Linked DNA regions of Gasterosteus aculeatus: region 2 is linked to region 1. The links are chromatin contacts, called in public Hi-C maps. All regions are on one chromosome and are shown on one strand. Each heading gives the region's core, a stretch centred on a gene start, on an enhancer-like site or on the middle of the called end of the contact. The rest is flanking DNA. Distances are from core to core; before and after follow the strand shown.

The links. A called contact is a pair of places that touch in the nucleus more often than the background predicts.
Region 2: a Hi-C map of tail fin shows a contact between it and region 1, with 1.8 times the contacts expected there. The contact joins the enhancer-like site here to the promoter of zfhx4 in region 1. A contact is called at or near these places in 4 of 6 Hi-C or Micro-C datasets (skeletal muscle, tail fin and whole body).

What each region holds. Positions count from the first base shown.
Region 1 is chr21:12,393,766-12,400,039 of fGasAcu3.hap1.1, reverse strand. zfhx4 (zinc finger homeobox 4) reads right to left here and starts at 2,972. Exons shown (of 12, transcript XM_040166738.2): 1 at 2,749-2,972.
Region 2 is chr21:12,452,462-12,458,735 of fGasAcu3.hap1.1, reverse strand. zfhx4 (zinc finger homeobox 4) reads right to left here. Exons shown (of 12, transcript XM_040166738.2): 7 at 487-585. Among protein-coding and RNA genes, the nearest start is that of pex2, 42 kb to the left of the region's middle. Within about 2 kb of position 3,550, at least 2 of the 9 cell types and tissues checked have open chromatin away from gene starts, as enhancers often do.

The DNA.
Region 1 (6,274 bases), core at 1,723-4,222:
AATGTGTGCACCAGCAGCATTCACGCAACTAATTTACACGTGGGTGGGAAGTTTGGGCTTTGTATTGTATTCTCTAAAAAATGATGTTTGTTGTATTTTTCTTAGGTTGAGTACGCTGTATTCGATCTGTTGCATGTATGTCACATATAAACGTCCAAGCTAAAAGAACAAATCAAAGCCCACAAAGCATCACTGTAATCCACCGCGCATTGTACAGTCATCGCCGAGGCCCCGAGTGGGTTCAATAGAGCCAAACTGCAAAAATCCAATACAGGGTCACACACACAGAAATCCCCCTCTGTATTCAAAGCTCCATTCACATGGCGTTTACATTTAGTGTCCTTACAAAGTGCATCGCTGCGCTATCCTTTCAATGCAAACCGTTTACTGCGTGTTTCCCCCTAAGGTTTCTTAATAGTGGCTTTTGGGCAAGAAGAAGACTTTACACATTCTCAATCGGGGAGAAAATCAAGAGATCTTGTTCGCCTTCATGGGGGAAAAAAAAAAATCGAAGCTGGGGGTGAATTGAACTGCATGAGCCGGGGCTTCGGGATGTGACGATAAGGCTGCTGCTGGCAAGTGAACTACCATAGGTCTACTTTTACAGCCACATGGACCGGACTGCACCCACACCAACTGGATCCTTGAGAAGACAAGAGATCCGAGTCCGACCCGGGGCTGTTTATGCGTGAGTTTATAGAAGGTTACTGACAAAAGAGGGGCGGGTGGGTCGAGGTGAGGAACAGAGGCGTCACTTTTCACCCGGATCCAAGGCTCCTGCTGCTGCTGCTGCTGCCGCTGCCGCTGCAGCTGCCTCCCTGTCCTCCAGGGGGGCTTTTCTAGCCTGTCAGCCGCGGGAGGCGTCGCTCACAGACGGGCGTGGAGAGCCGAGTCGACCCGCTGCTGCCGCGGACGCGCAACAAAAAAAAGAAAGTCCACCGGGTCCGTGCGTCGAGCCCCTGAGAGCCGCGCGGAGTGGACTTGGAGTGGATTTGTCATTTGCGACTTCGTGCATCGTAAACGGAGCACTTCTGTACACCAAATTCAACGAGATGTTGTTGTTGTTGTACCATTTCTGTGAATGGATACTAATTACCGTCTCTCTCTCTCTCGGGTTAAATGTGCAACCAACGGAGTTGCTTTTGCTATTTAATTTGTTTTCAGTGAGAAAAAGAGAAAGTACAAAGCGGATTTGGCGAACTGATATCGGGCTGCCGCTTATCTTAACCTCCTGCATGTTGTAACCCCCCCCCCCCCACCACCACCCCCTCCGCCCCCCCGGTCTCCACCCTCCCTCTCTCCCCGCAGACGATGCTCTTTCTCCGCAGGACCGCTTGACAATAGACCGCGTTAACTAATATTTCGCCCCATTTCCATATCAGCCGCATCCTCAGTTAATTATAGATGTTTATCTCTAAACTCCGGTCTGGTGTCTGTGTGTGACTGCTTGTGTATGTGTGTGTGTGTGTATATATATGTGTGTGTCTGCGTGTGCGCGCGAGCGTGCGAGTAATTTGTGTAAAGCAAATACGTGTCGAAGTGGCATCCCTGAAAACAAAGCACAGGACGACAGCAACTAAAAATCCTTTTTAAATGATCGTGTGGTTAAAGACGTTTTGTTTTATTGTATAATGCACCCAGACGTATGAAAGGTAGCATCGAGCCCACAAAGATCTGATGCCACTTGAGCCGATCAATACCTTTGAATCGTCGGGAGAAATTCACCTTGGCACACATGGGACGGAACCATCGCGCAACAATCGATATATAGGCCCACTGTCGGAAATTAACCCGAAAAATCAGAATTAATTCGACGTTAGATTCTGTTATAATTTAAACAAATAGTAATAATTTAGTAAATGATTTTGCTCTTAGTCGTATTTGCCAGAGACGGTCACCTGGTCAGTGGTCTCGGCGTGTGCCTACGGAGCTTGTTTGTCCTGTGCGTCGGCGCCCTCATGGGGCTGCATTGGCTGACCCCTCTGCCTCCTCAGGACACACACAAAAAACACGCAAAAGCCCACAGCTCTGACCCGCGACGTGCCACAGTGACCCACTGGCCCACTCTCGTAACAGCAAACACATGCCCAAAATAAGCTTCGCAAAATTCCACAAAAACGGCCAATAAGAAGTTACGCGCAACTCTTTAGACGTCTGCCACCGACAAAAGACTTCAGCATAATTTAACCATAAAAGAATGGACTTGGAAATATGTATTTCCAAAAAGTCAATAACAACAATTATATTTTTCAGCGCGATAAAATAAATAATAGAGACATAATTGTCGGAATGTGATGTCCCTTGTAAGTTGACACCTGCGTTAAATTAAGGCGAAGACTCGCAAAATCAAGTAATTGCAAATAAATCCAAAAGAGATCACTGTTTTCTGTGATTTCAACGAAATCAACGTCTTATAAAAGCCACCTACTTGTTTGCTGACAAACACTCCAGAGAGATGTGAGCAAAAACGACCCCCTCTTTAGCAAATAAAACGAGGAAAACATGGTAAAAAAAACAATGAAACCAAATTAAGTTTTTGCCCATATATGCTCAACATAAACTCTCTCGACGTTTTCACTTCCAGCCCTAAAGCCAAACACCAGCGCTCCAATAAATATGCAATCGTTGTAAAAAATAAAAAAAACTTCAAATTTTCCTCCTCTTACCTCTTTTAAATCTCCCCCAAAAAGCATAAAGTATAATAAGCCATTGAAAGAGATGACACATAAAAACGTAGATTCTCGGTACCTTTGGTATAAAACATTCCGTTTTCCTTCTTTTCTGTCTTTCTCTTGCTCAGTAGCGATCCGATAATAGCATATGGAAAGTGTTTTCAAAATGCCCAGATTTGGCACATTGTCATTGAAAAGAGAGGAGCGCAGTGATGCGGTGCTACAACAGGGGAAATGAGTTGCGGATTGGACGCAGCCCGCCTCGGTGCGGACTTATCCCACTTTAATTTAATATTCCGCAATCACACACACTAGTGATGGCATATAATTCAAGGAGAAATTCAGAGGGAAGGAAATGCTTTTGTGTGTGTGTGTTTTTTACACCACTTTATTTGATTAAGGAGAGAGACAGCACAATATTGTGTCCCCCCCCCCCTCACCCCCGCTTTTCTTCTTCTTTGCTCTCCCCCACCCCGATTCAGTTTTTGTATATATTTTTTAATACATTAAATAATGTATATAGGAATATATGTATTTGTATGTATATTCATAACGTATTTAAAAACCAACAACTCCAGCTTCTCTGCGCATCGGTGTCACACTGGAATCATCCCTAACATAAAATCGAGACCCATAAACGCTTGTTTGTAAAACACTGAACCCGAAATCAATGTATTGGGACATTTCGATCGATTATATAAACGAAAATCTATACGCAACATGAGACCAGTATCAGCCCACTCTTCCGTTCCCTTTAAAGGAGAGGGGGGGGGGGGGGGGGGGGTTACGCAGAAATAGAGAGAGGTTGAGAGAGAGAGACAGAGAGGTGGGGGGGGGGGGGGGGGGCAGAGAAGGGAAAAAAGAAACAAAGACTGTCAATTCAACCCCTTTGCCTCAGTCACTTAGATCAGGGCTTCTCCAGCATGTTCATGTCAAGGACCCCCGAATGGACACACCTTAAGCCAAGGGTCCCCGTTTAATTAGATTCTATCTCCGGGACCCCAACATGTTTTTGTTTTTTTGGTCAATTTAGACTCACATTGTAAACCTGCTGTACGTGTGACGCGTACATCTGAAACCTCCATTCAGACACGTGCTTTCTAATTGGAATAATTGTATGTTAATAAAATCACGGTAAAAATTAAACAGTTCTATATGGGGGGGGGGGGGGGGGGGGGTCCTTTCGACGATTCTTGAACCGCACTTTCGAGAACCACTGACTTGGACGTCAAAGTGCTTCCAGATGCGGAGTGATAGCGCGACTCCTGATGACAACAATTAGACAGAAAATAGCCCCAATCAAACGGGGCCGCACGGGAATACGTTACATTTCAAGGGTCAAGGGGAAGCGCCCCCCCTCCTCTCCCCCCCACACACTTTGTCTCCACATATCCAAATATCACATTTCAGCATCACATCGCAACAATCAAGCACTTTCAGGCAATCAGGTATATGCAGATTCCCCAGAAGAGCGCGTGCTCCCTGTCGGATGAGATGTTGCATAAACTGCGCATTAATATGCAACATGATACGATATGGAGAGGGGCAGGGAACAGGGGGATGGAGACAGGTGGAGGGGGGGGGGGGGGTAAAATAAAGAGGTGCCAATCATGTAAAATTTACACGGGACCACAGCTGCTAGGGCTCTCGAGCAGGGAGGAGGTGGGTTGGGTTGGGATGAGGGGGGGTGAGATTAGGAGACAGGAGCATGAGGGTGGGGGTGGAGGTTTCGGGGGTCCGTGCGGCCGCCGGTGCCACTCTGTTTATTTGATAAGAGCCATCGATCGCCCCTGACTGTAAAGACTTTACCCAGACGCAGGCGGGGCAGCTGCGGCCGAGATATCGCTCCCGAAGAGGACCAACTGTTGTGGCGAGCAAACAAGGTGGAGGAGGAGGAGGAGGAGGAGGAGGAGGAGGAGAACAACAGCCACGGGACTGGAGGAGGTGGGTGACTTGGCAGGCGTCGTCGCACCGCGTTTCGGCCGCGTTTACGCGTGAGGGAAATCTACTCGGGACAAGAGCGCGCACACTGTCGGGAACACGCCGACCCCCCCCGCCCCCTCCATGATGTGCGCCCCCCCCCCCCCTCACACTGCAACGCGAACCCCTACTGCGGTTTCCATTCAGTCTGCCCTCCTCCCACTTGGCCCTTTAGTCCTCCGATATTTCTCATTGTTGATCCCTCTTTAATAGACACGCGTCAAGTGAGCGTCCTCCACATATGGACGGAAACGGCCTCCTCGCGTTGCCCCGTAACACAAAACACGGCCACCCGCCTCCAGTCCCGTTCCACGCCAAATTCTATTGATTATCACTCAGGTCCACATACTCCCACAGACCTGTAAAGCCGCCTTGGTTGGGAACAAAAGCACCTGTGTGCTCCGTATCAAATAAGAGGACGTTGTTGGACCTGATCAGAATCACTTGAGTGACTCGCTATTATTAATTAAACCGTGATTTGCATAACACGATATTGAGAACTGCTGCATCAAAACTGCATAAATTGAAGATGCAGCATTTTTCAAATCACACATTAGCGCACTATTACGAGATTTAGGAAAAATGCCACATATCAGGGAATAAATAGCAATAACAAAAGCAACAACAATGATGAAGTAATAATATAAATATAGTTTTACGCATAAACCAGTACAATAAAACCTGACTTAGAATAAATTCCAGCGATAATGACATGATTTGAAATCTAGCAGGAGGCCTGCTGTTTAATGGCCTCATGAAAGTAAGACTGCTCAGCTGCATGTTGTCACACGGCTTATTAGAGTGCTTTCTTTTTCCACCCAGGAGCTTCAACATGTCAATTTAGTGGTCCGAGAGGTCCATTCCAGGAGCCCCTACTCTCCCTCTCTCCCGGGGACTGTCACCCCTCCACCTTCCCACCCCATCATCGAGCCAGGGCCCCTACGCCCCCCCCCACCCCCCTCTTTTTTCCTCTGCCGCTCAGTGGGCCGTCCCAACACGGCAAATAACCCGGGAAGTACCGAGAAGGGAGTTCTATGGCAACAGATTGACACCCATGTCAGAAGCGACAGAAATGTCTCGTATCCGGTGCTCTGAAACTAATATATTACCCATGAAATAAAAGCAATACAATGTAGTTTACGTTTCCTGAATTGCACACAGTGACACCGCAGCTGCCAAATTATTTTTATTTAACCGAGCAAAAAAGAAAATATTTATAATTAGCGAATATTAAAAATTTAAATGAATTTCAATCCCTATTTTAAAAAAATTACATTGAGGCTTTGCTGTCATTTGGTTCATGTTTTATTGTAATAAAAAAAGAAAAGAAAAGAAATTGAACGTGTTGTTTGTGGACATTCTTTTCACCACTCCTTGTACTTTGCATTAAAACCTGGCAGAAAAGAAAGGAGTTACCACCCAACACAAGCTCTGAGCTTGTACAGTCAGTCAGTCTCCCGCCTGGACGCCATCATATATCAAGCCAGCCAAGTCAACCGGAGGCGCAATGACCAATGCGTAAATGCGCACGGATTAGCGGATGCGGCTCAGACAAATTGGCAACACTTGGAGCGAAAGAGAGAATGAAGAGAGAGAAAGAAAGGGAGATAGAGAGGCGTCAT
Region 2 (6,274 bases), core at 2,301-4,800, 58 kb before region 1:
CCCACCCCCTCCCGTCTAATCCTGCGCTTATGAAAAATTAATATGTCATCTGAGAGGGCACAAGAACGAAAAAAGATTAATGCAAGGCGCTTATAAATTACAAGCACGCAAACTGATTTGATTAAAAAATAATCTGGGGCCTGGACATTGCCTTGTAATATCCCCAACACTCAACTTATCCCGCTCTCTTTTTCTCTTTCCTTCTTTCCCACTCTCTCTCTCTCTCTCTCTCTCGCTGTCTTACTCTTTCTCTTTTTCTCTTTTTGTCAGATGGAAACGATTAAAGCAGGTCACATGGAGGCTAGTCAGCCGCATTCACATGGCACACACACGCACACACGCACACACACACGTTAGAACCTTATCTGAAGGCCAGAGATGAATGACAACTTATAAAAGAAGGGAAGCATACGGTTCATGTGTGTTTTTTACAAGTGTCCGTGTGTGTGTGTGTGTGTGTGTGTGTGTGTGTGTAAGTAGACTTACGGTCAGTTCTCCTGCTGTCCGTCAAGTCTCGGTCAGTGAGGTTGGGTCCAGGCCTGGAGGAAGAGCGAGGAGGTCTCTCACCGTCCTCAGCATTCTCCTCTGAAAATGCACAGAGAAAACCACTACATTACCCATGATGGTCTGCAACACCGAGACATCAGATATTACCACATCATGTAAGAATCGAAGAACATTGTTGAACATGTTCCCAGGTTCAGATAATCCTCACAACCTGCTCTTTTTCTAAACAGGGGTCGGTTTTATAAATCCACCAGCAAGGAATACGTCTGTTGAAAATAGCCCAGTGACGCCACTTTTTGTGGGTGAAACATAATACACCTAAGCAGGGAAGTTGCGTGACAACATTATATCTCTGAACAGTTTCAGTCATTTTGGTACATTAAAATACCATTATATATTCTTTAGAAAGAATATATAATGGTATTTTAATGTATTTTAAGACTTCAACACACATCGTTTAATTGTAGATCTTTTTAAGTCTTTTTAAATGAATGTGAAATATTTTTGCTGTTTCTGATTTTAAAATTAATTGTAAAAGAAATTTCATTTCATTAGAAAAGTGTTTATATTATTTTACAACAAAGAAAAAAAAGAGGAAAGGTTACTGATTTAATGTAAAACCTGCAATGGAAGCTATATTTTCTACTTTCTCAAAGACGTGAAAAAGAATAGTGATATGAATATCGCCCACACTATTCCATGAAGTGATTGTGTAGATTCACTTCTGTGCCGTGAGAAGATATTGTGTCAATGTATTTCTGTTACCTCTGTAAATATTTGTGCATGCATACACGCACAGACCCACAAACCCACACGCACTCGTGCAGCTCTGTACTATTAGCAGATTAGCCTGCCCATCTCCGAGAGTTCAGCCCCTTGTTTGATAATTCTGTATATCTGCAGTGTTCTGCCAGTGGATTAAAGTGTGTGTGTGTCTGTGTGTGTGTGTGCGTGTGTGTGCGTGCGTGTGCATGCATGTGCGCCTTGTGTGTATGGGTGTATATGTGTCGCCAGCGCAAGCTAACACTAATCCTAGCCGAGCCCCAGCGCTCCCTTTCATCCAGCCATCATTTGTCTCCGGCTGGGCTGATGTCACTTTGTAATGAATTTTGAGCAGTCTGAGAGAGGCCAGATAACCAGGCATGCGCACATTCAGCACACACACACACACACACACACACACACACACACACACACACACAGAACCCTCCTCTCAGGGCAGCACACCCAAATGCAAAATCAAACAGAAACACTTGCACACAGGCGTCAAATCATACACACGCGGTATCATATTCTCACTCACACACACACACAGACACACACACCGAGCAAACCGTTAAAAATTTCAAGTCTTCTAAGCGGGGGAAGGGAGGAGGGGGGTCTATTTCACCACAAACCCCTCACTCTGCCAGAGAATGAAACGGGTGTCTGCGAGAGTGTGTGTTTGTGGGAGAGTGTGTAGAAGAGCTGGACTCATCAATCCTGCACTGCCTTAATAAGTACACACACACACACACACACACACACACACACACACACACACACACACACACACACACACTCACACGCACCTTGCATGGAGTCATTTTCATAGAAATCAGGCAAAGGGTGCATTGGGGTCAGCTTGCATTTGCATACAATCACTTTGGGCATTGTATGACGAGCACGAGGGCTCTGCGAAACCCCCCCTCGGAAACATGATATGATTAACCCTTTCTCCAACAGCGCACGCACACATTGACAGCAAAAGACACACACACACACACACACACACACGGACGGACACATAGACTAAGGCCTGGCGCCGCTGCTTTAAGCGCCAACACATTAAGTGGACATTATATACAGCATGAAATGTTCATGGCAGATGCTGGCATGTGATTGAAGGGGAGGACTGCGGTTGTGTGTGTGTGTGTGTTTGTGTTCATATACATGAACGCTGCTGTATTTTTGCATTCGCACATGTCTGTGAGTGGTGTGCACATTTTGCATGCGTACACAGGGTCTATCTCAAGGTGCATGTGTGTGTGTGTGTGTGTGTGTGTGCGTGCGTGTGTGAGGGACTGGGACTGCACTCTGCTCCTGATGTTTTATTAATACGTTGGTGACAACGGGGATGAAATATCTCCTGTCAGCCAGGAGAGCCCCGGCTGCAGAAATTGCAATTTTCACTGCCGGTGCAGCGGCGTCCATCTTTGTATTTTAATTCACCCCACCTTCATATAGAGGAAAAGAGGAAGCATGAGAGTGTGCGTGTGTATGGGTGTGTGTGTGTGTGTGTGTGTGTGTGTGTGTGTGTGTGTGTGTAAATATTGCTGTGTGTAGTGCTTTTGAAAGCCTTTCATCATTGGTTTATCTTTTCTCTGTACTTGACTTTTGTTCAATGCCAGAGAAAAGCAAATGGCCCAAATCAAACAGCGTGTTTCACAGAGCGAAAGAGAAAGAAAAGAAGGGGAGGGCAAAGGGTCAAAACAAAACAAAAAAAAGCTCTTGAAGATCCCACATACTGCAACGTCACGACAATGTCTCAAATGAGAAATATTCTTTTGTCATTGTCTGCTTTCAGTCCTTCACTGCACCAAATGTTTGTAAAAGTAGAAATATAATTGCTTGGATCTGAACCAACCTGCTTTTTTTTAAACAGGTTTATTGTACACATGTATAATTGAGTGATACTGATTGATGTTTGGAAGCTATGGCGCATTACATGTCGGCAATATCACAGACGAAGCCAGTCCTCGATCATGAGGTAACTAAACCTGTGTCTTTCCTAACCTCTAGGGGGCAGTCTACCTGTAGCTAGATAGGAGACCAGAGGAAAAAGAGACAATGAACAGAGACGAAGAGAGGGAGGAATGAGGGGGTAAGGGGTGGGTAAAGAAAGAGAAAAAGAAAGAGGAAAGGAGGGGTGATCATCTGGGCCTCATCAGTGTTTTTTTTTCTCACTCCTTTCCCCTTCTTGCCGGTTAGATCTGTGGTGAGCGAGTGTGTGTGTGTGTGTGTGAGTGTGTGCGTGCATACGGGGAATGTGTTTCCACACTGAGGACATTCCCAGACGAGCTTTCTCAATACATCAGCACAGCGTCTGCCCTCTGACTGACCCTGACAGTTACACACCAGCCCAATGTGTACGTTGGTGCGCGTGTGTGCGCGCGCGGGTTTGAGTGTGTCTGTGTGTGGATGTGTGCCATTGATCAAGCGAGTGAGACAGCAACTGCATGTGTTTGCATGTGAGTTGTCATGTGCCAGCGTGTGTGTGTGTGTGTGTGTGAGGGAGCTTAGGAGAGGGTTCTGCAGCATGGACTCTTAACCATCAACTTAATTGTTACCAGAGGACGCACGGAGCAAAAACTTTCGCAGTCACCTTCCACTGCCTTGTGTGCGCGCACACACATACACACACACACTGGGATTTGGTCAGGCTGTGTAGGGTGTGTGATTTTGGCAGCCTGGTGGGACTCCCTTTGATGTGGGTCGGTCGGAACATTAAAGCCGGCCGGTGAGCTCGAGTTAACCACAGACCCTGGGTCCGATTACCCTGCAACCAACAGCCTATATTTAACCGTTAGAGAGGAAGAATAATTAAGTGAGTCTTGATCAAGGATACAGCCCCACTATGCTTTTTGGGTTTAGATTGGCCCATTAATTGCAAGCCAAATGCCAAAGATCCCCAAACACAACATATTTTGTTCACACGACGTCTGAGCAAATTGTGTTCCAAATTATTTCTTAAAAAAAAAAACCTCACATTGACTACAAAAATCACAGTCGAAAATAAAATAGCAAAACAAGTTTTGACAGACAGGCACAGGAGGATGTGAAGACAGATTTATAGAAAGAGATGTTTGGAAGGAAAGAATGGAAGAGTAGACATATGGGAGATGGAGGCAATGGAGGATGTATTGAAAGTGTGTGTGTGTGTGTGTGCCCTCTAGCTGTATAATGACCTGCTCTGAGACCACTCGCTCCCTTTCCCATCTCCCCCTAAGGGCCCATAACCGCCATGCCGGGTCATTATGTGCCCGGTGGAGGACTCAGCCGTACGGCACACGAGCGCAGAGCGATGCCACACGGAGGAACCGGACACGGAGGCACCAAGATGGCTGAATTCATTAGCTGGGCCGGGCCGCCTCTAATTTGCCTCCTCAGGCCTTGGATAGTGCTCATTAAAGGGGTAAAAGAGTATTAAAAATACTATATATATATATATTCTTTTTTTTTTACATTATTGTTGATCTTAAATCCCGGACGCTATGAAGCAGAGCATCAAGTCAAAAGGTAATTGTTGCCAAAGAAAATATTATGAGAAATGAAATGAAATGCTTTACCTACTAGACTGAGAAGCCATTACTGTGCAGCTGTTAAGACTCTCAGTGCTACAATGGTATGTGTTCTGTTGTCTAAAAATACTTATAAAGGCCTGATAGAGGTATATGTCAGATGTATCAGTGGTGGTAGTGCAGTATTAATGTTTTGCGTAACACCCATGACTGCCATGTCTCCCCCACTTAGCCACGATGTTGATGCTGATTTCTTCTTACAACTCTGGTCGTGTCCCCTGTGAGACCACGAGACCACGTGTGTGTGTGTGTGTGTGTGCGTGCGTGCGTGTCTTTACACAAGGAATAGGGGCCCTGTGATGTCACATTCCTGCGCTGCGCGTGGCTCTAGTTTAGCTTCTAGGTTTTAAAAGGGGAAAGCTTTGAAACATTACACCCTCCCACACAGCCATGCACACGCACACGCACACACACACACACACACACACACACACACACGCACGCAGTCAAGGGCCAGTGGTAATACTGCTAGGGTAATAACCTTACAGACTTACAGATCTCCCTCCCTCCCGTCCTCTCACCCTCAAATCTTTATTTACCCTACTCTCCCTCTCTCTCTCCCTCCCTCTCTCTCTCTCTCCCCTCGTTCTCCCTGTACTTTCCCCCCACAAATTTAAGCGCGTTTAACAAGCATTTAGATCTTAACCAGATGTTGTTAATGTAGCATGTCTAAAATACTAAACATCAACCCAGCGGAGAGGGGCTACAGCTCCTGCACAGGGCCTGGGAGTAACTGACACGAGCGCACACACACACACACACACCTGCACTCGCTCACACACACCTACACACGAATCCCTCAGCACATAACACACATTAACTCCCACATGTATTTCATGCACAGAGGCCCACAGCCCACATGCTAACATGTAAACACACCGACACACCGACACACACACCAGGACAAGCAAACACACGTGTTTCCATGCACACGCTCCAATCCGCCCACACCCACCCTCGTATTGCTTAAAACACACGAGAACTTATTACAACGGCAAAAAAAAAAAAAAAACAGATCTATTGTCGCGGGTCGACTGAAAGGCAGACAATAGGATTGTCACATTTAACACGCTCCTGGTGTGAATGTCAATAAGTTGAACTGACGGAATAAGCTGAAAAAATGACTTTGGTGTGAAATAAATGCTGGTATCAGCACTTTACCAAATTTGCTTTGTTGTTGTCAATTACGACTTCCCCGCAGACACTTTGTTGAATTTTCTTTTGCTCAAATTGCCCGCACCGCTGTCTGGCAGGCGACTTACTTACAACACCTATTACTCAAAGAAAAAATCATATGAATAAACATTGCCAAGATTAAAAGCTTGCTGTGCCTCGCTTGCTGCGCAGACAAAAAAAACGTTGTTTCATGTTGAGAAGGGTTCCGTTTCCAGCGCTGTGAGCACCGGGTGGCGGAGGGGGATATGATA